Linked DNA regions of Mus musculus: region 1 is linked to region 2. A link is a contact called in public Hi-C data. All regions are on one chromosome and are shown on one strand. Each heading gives the region's core, a stretch centred on a gene start, on an enhancer-like site or on the middle of the called end of the contact. The rest is flanking DNA. Distances are from core to core; before and after follow the strand shown.

What was found. Hi-C and Micro-C count contacts between places; a contact is called where the count stands out from the background.
Region 1: a Hi-C map of cerebral cortex shows a contact between it and region 2, with 4 times the contacts expected there. The contact joins two enhancer-like sites. A contact is called at or near these places in 22 of 484 Hi-C or Micro-C datasets (the AML12 cell line, cerebellar granule neurons, cerebellum and 13 more).

What each region holds. Positions count from the first base shown.
Region 1 is chr9:28,385,307-28,388,424 of GRCm38.p6, forward strand. All of the region lies in intron 1 of Opcml (opioid binding protein/cell adhesion molecule-like), which reads left to right. The region is part of intron 1 of Gm39313 (a long non-coding RNA gene); the gene reads right to left. Among named protein-coding and RNA genes, the nearest start is that of Gm39313, 9.3 kb to the right of the region's middle. Within about 2 kb of position 1,640, at least 30 of the 459 cell types and tissues checked have an H3K27ac peak or open chromatin away from gene starts, as enhancers often do. A contact at or near this core is called in cerebral cortex, where this site is marked.
Region 2 is chr9:28,263,626-28,266,691 of GRCm38.p6, forward strand. All of the region lies in intron 1 of Opcml (opioid binding protein/cell adhesion molecule-like), which reads left to right. Among named protein-coding and RNA genes, the nearest start is that of Gm39313, 130 kb to the right of the region's middle. Within about 2 kb of position 1,261, at least 3 of the 459 cell types and tissues checked have an H3K27ac peak or open chromatin away from gene starts, as enhancers often do. A contact at or near this core is called in cerebral cortex, where this site is marked.

The sequences.
Region 1 (3,118 bases), core at 390-2,889, 120 kb after region 2:
GCAAGTGAACTGTGCCATGAGGATACGTTTCAAAGCCAATGGGAAAAGGAGGGCATGCCAGGTAGAAGTAGTTTAGGCTGCAGCCAAAAGATACACACATGTGAATGTTTTTCTAGGAAGGTGTTTGTTCCAGCCACAGCCACATATCTGTAGCTTATGGAATTTGAAAATCTTAATGATTTCTGTGACAGGTAAGGAAACTGGAAAAAAGAGAGACAAAGTGACCTTGCAAAGCCTGAAATGATGACCTGTTGAGAGTCACTCCCTTGATGCATGTGTCCGTAGCTTTATTGTGAGAGTTTCCTCATAGATGAGGAATACTTCTGTCTGTCCCCATGCCGAGTGTGGGCTGTTCCTCCTTTCTTTGCAAGTCTGCATTTCTCTTGGCTTTTCCTCTTTCACTGCATCTATCTACCCACCAATCAGTCATTTCAACTCACATGAAGAAGGTACTACGGAAGGCAATCTATTTGCTATTTGGATCGTATGCTCTTTAGAAGGACATATTTTTTATGTTAGCCATTCTTAAAATGGCCTTGTTTGTCCCTCCCATCCTTTAGTCCTCCCTTCCTTCATCTGTTTTCTTTTGTGAGTTTGTGCTATTGAAGAACAAACCCTGGCTTTGTGCAGGCTAGAAAACTTCCCTCCTGCTGAGCTATGCTCCTGATCCCTCGCTCTTTCCACTATTTCTCTAATGTTTTATTTTAGAATAATTTCACATTTTCCATTTTCAAATACAAGACAGATATTTCCTGTCTGCCTTCCTGTTGTGATATCCCACAACCCTAACACATTAAACACACACACACACACACACACACTCCCTTTCTCATACACACACACTTAATGCCACATACATACACATATACTTACACACACAAACACAATGCAAAGAGTCACATAGACAATACACAAGCACACAGTCATACACACTCAGTACATAAACACACACTCATACACACTCAATGCCACAAATAAATACACACACACACACACATTTATTACTGATTTAATAGGCAAAGGCATTCAATTTTACATTCCAGCCATTTAAATGTGTCTAAGAGTGAGTGTTTTAGAGCTGAGCAGACACTGGGGTACAGCTTGCTGTGTTGTTTATGTCTCTGTCTCAGTTTATCCAGAAAACTATTTTTAGTACTCTCTCTCTACCCAGCACCATTAGTTTGTGTTAATTAAGATGGGGATGATGGGGATTCGTGTTTGACAGACCCTTGCTACTTGCAAAAGAGTCACTCATGCCCTATTCAGGGGTCTGGAGAGCTGAGTCCCAATGGAGACTGCTAGTAGCCTGCAGCAAGGGAAGTTTATGATACCCCTGTCTCTCCTTCCTTCAAGCCCCTTGTGTCTAAGCCTCACTGAAGAGTTACAAGGTTGTCCTCTGCAGAGCTGGTCCCCTGCATTTTCCACAGGCCCTCTGTGACATAGGCTGATTGCATACACAAAGATGTCAGAGCAAATCACCACGTCGGGAATTGTCGGGCAAACAATCTGTGGAATAAAATGTGCCCATTGCCAAGGGGTGGGGGAGGTTAGCAAGGAGGATATCTTGACAGAGGAAGAGAGAAGTGTTGGATGGAAATTAGCAGCTGAAGGCTTGCAAAGGGAGAAGAGGCAGAGGGAGAGAGAAAAGGGAAGAGACAGGCAGATGGAGAGGGGGAGGGAGAGGGTGGAAAATAGACACAGCTTTATTTCACAGTCTTGCTTCACCCTCCGCCCAAGCAGCCTGTGCTTTTGCAGAGATCTTGTCTTGCCTCAGCTTGTCGTTCCCCTGCTGACCTCTGCCATTAGACTCCTGGACTCCCTCAAGCTCCCACTTCCACTACAACAGTTGTGCTTTTCTCCCACATGGGATTTCCGGTTTGTGCAGCAAGAAATGTTCTCTCTGCAGAGAAGACAAGCTTCTTGCTTGCTGATCCGGATGGCTTGGGGCTCTGTAGATCTCTGCTCCTGACACCCTGGTTGGGTCCATATCACTGACATCCCTATGGAATTAGAATTGCTGGCAAATGTGGAATTATGCACTCAAGATATATTAATGTATCTCTTTGATATAGTGTACAAGTTCAGTAAAGTATATGTTCTAAAGTAAGTGCGATGGATTGGATCTGAAGTGTCTTCCAAGTCCCATGTACAAAAGACATTTTGTACCATTCTGTGCCATTGGAAATTTACTAACAAAGAGTCAGGCTCTGCCTTGAAAGAAGAAACTGCCCCCCTCCCCCCATCAACTGTGCTGTCATAGATCACAAGGATGCAGCCATGACCATGTGGTGTGGAATCTTGAAACCATAAGAGAAGACCTTTTCTCCTTTGATTTCTATGCCATAGGTATTCTGTTAGAGACACCAAATGCTAATACAGTGGCTGTGGCAGTAATGGGAAGAGCTACACTCTTTCTGTTCTGTTATATAGCTCAGAGTTCAATGCTGATGATCAAGACAAAGACCTAAGCACTGTACCCACTGCAGTTTGAACAAGATAGAGCTGTGTTTCCCCCAACTGCATGTTTAATTGGTGACTGGAGTTTTGCCTTATAGTATGAGTCTCTTGGATGGTTTGCCATTCTGGAACATAATGAGGGCAACTACCCAACTTCACTTAAAAACAACAACAACAAACAAACAAACAAACAAACAATAACAGAAATTACTATGAGTGTGAAGAACCCAGCCCAGCCTCTCTTCTCTTTCCCTCCTCCTCCTGAACACTGCCAGAGTGTGCCCTGAAAAGTCTCCTTCCAATTTCCTTCCTATCCCCCAGATTCAAGGTGCCACATTTAAATCTGGGCCATGTATTAGGGTCATGTGTAGATTCTGATTTTTTTTTCTAAAGTAGATGTAGGTAAATTGAAGCTCTGAATAATTATGTCTCTTAAAGAGCTATTTTTGGTCTCTCTGTAGTCCATTTTCTTTTTCACTCTCTGTGGCATCTAACCCCTTGCTCTGTACCTCTTTGGAACCTCTTCCCCACTTATGAAAGGGAAAACAAATTGCACTTTGGATAAAATCCATTCTCACCAACGTACTTCCTTTTTCTAAGCACTTTGTAATTTGAAGTCTTTAAATGCTAAAGGTGGCTTTGTCTTTTGAGGCATTAGATT
Region 2 (3,066 bases), core at 11-2,510:
TTTGAGGCCCCCTCTCCTGACAGTGAGAACTTTTACCAGGCTTTGGACAATGTCAAATGTGCCTGTCTAACAGACACTCAAAGGTGTCTACATCCACTTAGAACATCTTTCTTGTAGACAACCATGCCCCTTCTGTGGGATCCCCACAGGATTTTAATGAAATTCTTAGATCTGTTTGATCTATACTGAGGAATTTATTTTTCTCTTTCTGTGCCATTTGTTCACGTCCCTGTGTATACTTGGACAAAACCAAAACCAAACCAAACCAAAAATGAAGAAGAAATGAAATTGAAGGTATTCTCTAATTCCACTTGGAGAAAAGTTTTCGTAAGAAGAGGTGAGAAAACCCCTTTTCCCCTTTGCATAGCGCATTAAAATAATTTATGGAGAGCGGCTCCCGTTCACCTACGGAGCTGGTCAAGATGAGAGGATAAATCTTTAAAAGAATAATGTTTTCCGAATCAGGTTCCTTGTCCTCAGAGCCTTTGATGTATGAGTGTAATAGTAGGCAGGACACATAGTGAAATATACATGAGGCCTCTTGAGGGAAGAGCAGCAGAAGGGAGGAAATATCAGTGTTTACAGCAAAACTCAATTGAAACACTCACTTCTAGATGATAGTTTATTACATTGCAAGCAACGGAGCTCAGCAAGGATGTCCTTTCCTGTCTGTCTTCAGGACTCCAATGCCTGCCCTACTCCATCCCCACATCTCACTCCCATTCTATACGAGGTCAAAACATAGCCTCTTTATTACCCACTTCTCATCAGCAGGCTTCAGATTCTAAAGAAAAGGAAGTAGAAGTGTGGAATCTTCTCGACACTACCAGCAATTCCCTGATTTTTTTTTTTTTTTTTGACACGTAATCTGTTTTAAACATGAAGGAAAGTTTGGAGAGAGGATCATTTCCTTGTTGAAGTTCAACCAGGGATCAGCTCCCAGCAAGGTATTCCGCGCCACCACCTTCTTCCTCCCCAAGCTTCCTTACCTGGAAGATGCCCACAATGAAAGGATTGTTTGGTTTATCCATTGATAAACCGCTGCTACTCCTGCAGCCCCCTGGAGGTAGTGGTCCTGCTGGCTGATGAGATTTAGATCCAGGTGGAGTGTGGCAGAGCTATCATCTCTGCATGCAACCAGTCAGTGAGGCCACAGGCATTTAGTGTGGGGCGACCGCTGCATGCAGCAACCCCAAGCCTCTGTGTGGGTTTGCTTTAAATTGCTTAGCAGCTTTAGTGGCATCCTACATCCTACTCCCTGTCTTAAACTGAAGCCCTCTCCAGGCAGAATGCCCGTTTTCTTCCTGAACGCACTGCACTGCATCATAGGATCCTGTAGCTGCCTTGGGACAGCAAAGCTGCAGAGATTGAATTTGGCTGGCTCCTCCCCTCCTAGCACTTCAAGGACTCCCTCTATGCTAAGGCTTGGCTAACAGTTGGAGTGCAGACCTGCACACAGGCGTCGGACTGTGTTTTAGGAGTGGAATAATGTGCCTCTAAATATGTCTGTAATTGCATTTTGCTGTTGTCAGGTCATAACCTTCCATTTTGAGATCTCCACAAGGGTGAGAGGAGAAGGGTGATTCTCTTCTAGCTGCTTTTGTGGTCTGGCTTTACTCCTGTAAAGAAAGCATCCTATCACGCACTGAGAGAGAGGCTTTGTGCTATAGTGTGGATGTGTCATATCCCCCCTCCCCCATATCCCATATGTTAAAGAGGTTGTTAGGAGTCCATGGAGCTCTCGGGTGCTGGCAGGAGTTTTAAGGGCTTGTATCCAGTGGGCAAAGTAAGGTCATTGTGGGATGTCCTCAGGAGCAGTACCCTGCCCCATTCTAGTTTCTTTCTGTCTGCTTTCTGGATGCCAGGAGGTGAGCAGCTTCCCCCATCACAGACTCCCTGCTGTGATGACTGCCTTGCCACCAGCCCAGAGTGGTCATCATCATCAGAAAGTTCTTCCTGAAACCATGAGCCAAATGTGACCTGCCTGGGAGGGTGGTTGACTCACATACTGACTTAAAGCTGACTAACACATTTAGAAAAACTGAGAATACAAAGGGGAGAGGAGGGAAGGGAAGGGACTGGAGGGAAGGAGATAAGGGTAGGAATTGGGTGGAAGGGAAGGGTAGCGAAGGAAAAGAAACTATGTTACATTTGGAATAAACGTGGATAATTCCTTCCTTGGTTTTAAAAGCTCAGTCCTTAATATGAGAAGTGAGAATCACTTGCAGGTGATTTTTTTTTTTTTTTTTTTTTTTGGATATTGGGCCACAGATTGATGATTCAGAATTCTGCTTCTCATCTCCAAATCTCACTGCACTTCGGATCAGAACAAGTGAAGTACTGGGAGCTGTTATATATATATATAAAAAAGTAGACTATGATGGTCATTTGGCTGATTTCCCTGTTATACAATAATCTTGGTCTGTTTACACAGACTAGATGCTGTAAGTGTGCTGGTTCGGTATCAACTTCACAAACACTAAAAGAGGGGATCTTCACTGAGAAAATGCCTGCCTAAGCTTGCTTTGTAGGCAAGCCTGCTGTGCATTTTCTTGATTAATGATTGATGTGGGAGGGCCCAACTCATTGTAGTCTATACCTCTCCTAGGTAGATGGTACTGGGCTATATACAAAAGCAAACTGAGCAAGTCCTGGAAAACAAGCTGGTAAGCAGGGCTTCTCTGTCACTTCTGCTCTAATTTCTGCCTCCAGACTCTTGCTTGCTTTCTTTTTCTGGCTTTCCTCAGTGATGGATGGACTGCTATGGGAAAAGAGAGGTCAAATAAACCCTTTCATCTTCAAAGTTACTTTTATCCATCTAACTAGGACAGTTGGTCAACCACTGACGTGGACTATTGTAATCAGGATACATAGTATGCATCCCACAGAGAAGGAATGAGACACTATGGGTCTACCACTGCAGACTAGATTTGTTTTATAGATGTAAATGGACAGTATTGTAAATACATAAACCACTAACAACCATTTATTAGTATCATCAAATTCTGTCCATGGTTGTTTGTCAGCTTTTGGTGGCAAAGACCTTAAAAGAAACCAAGATTAATC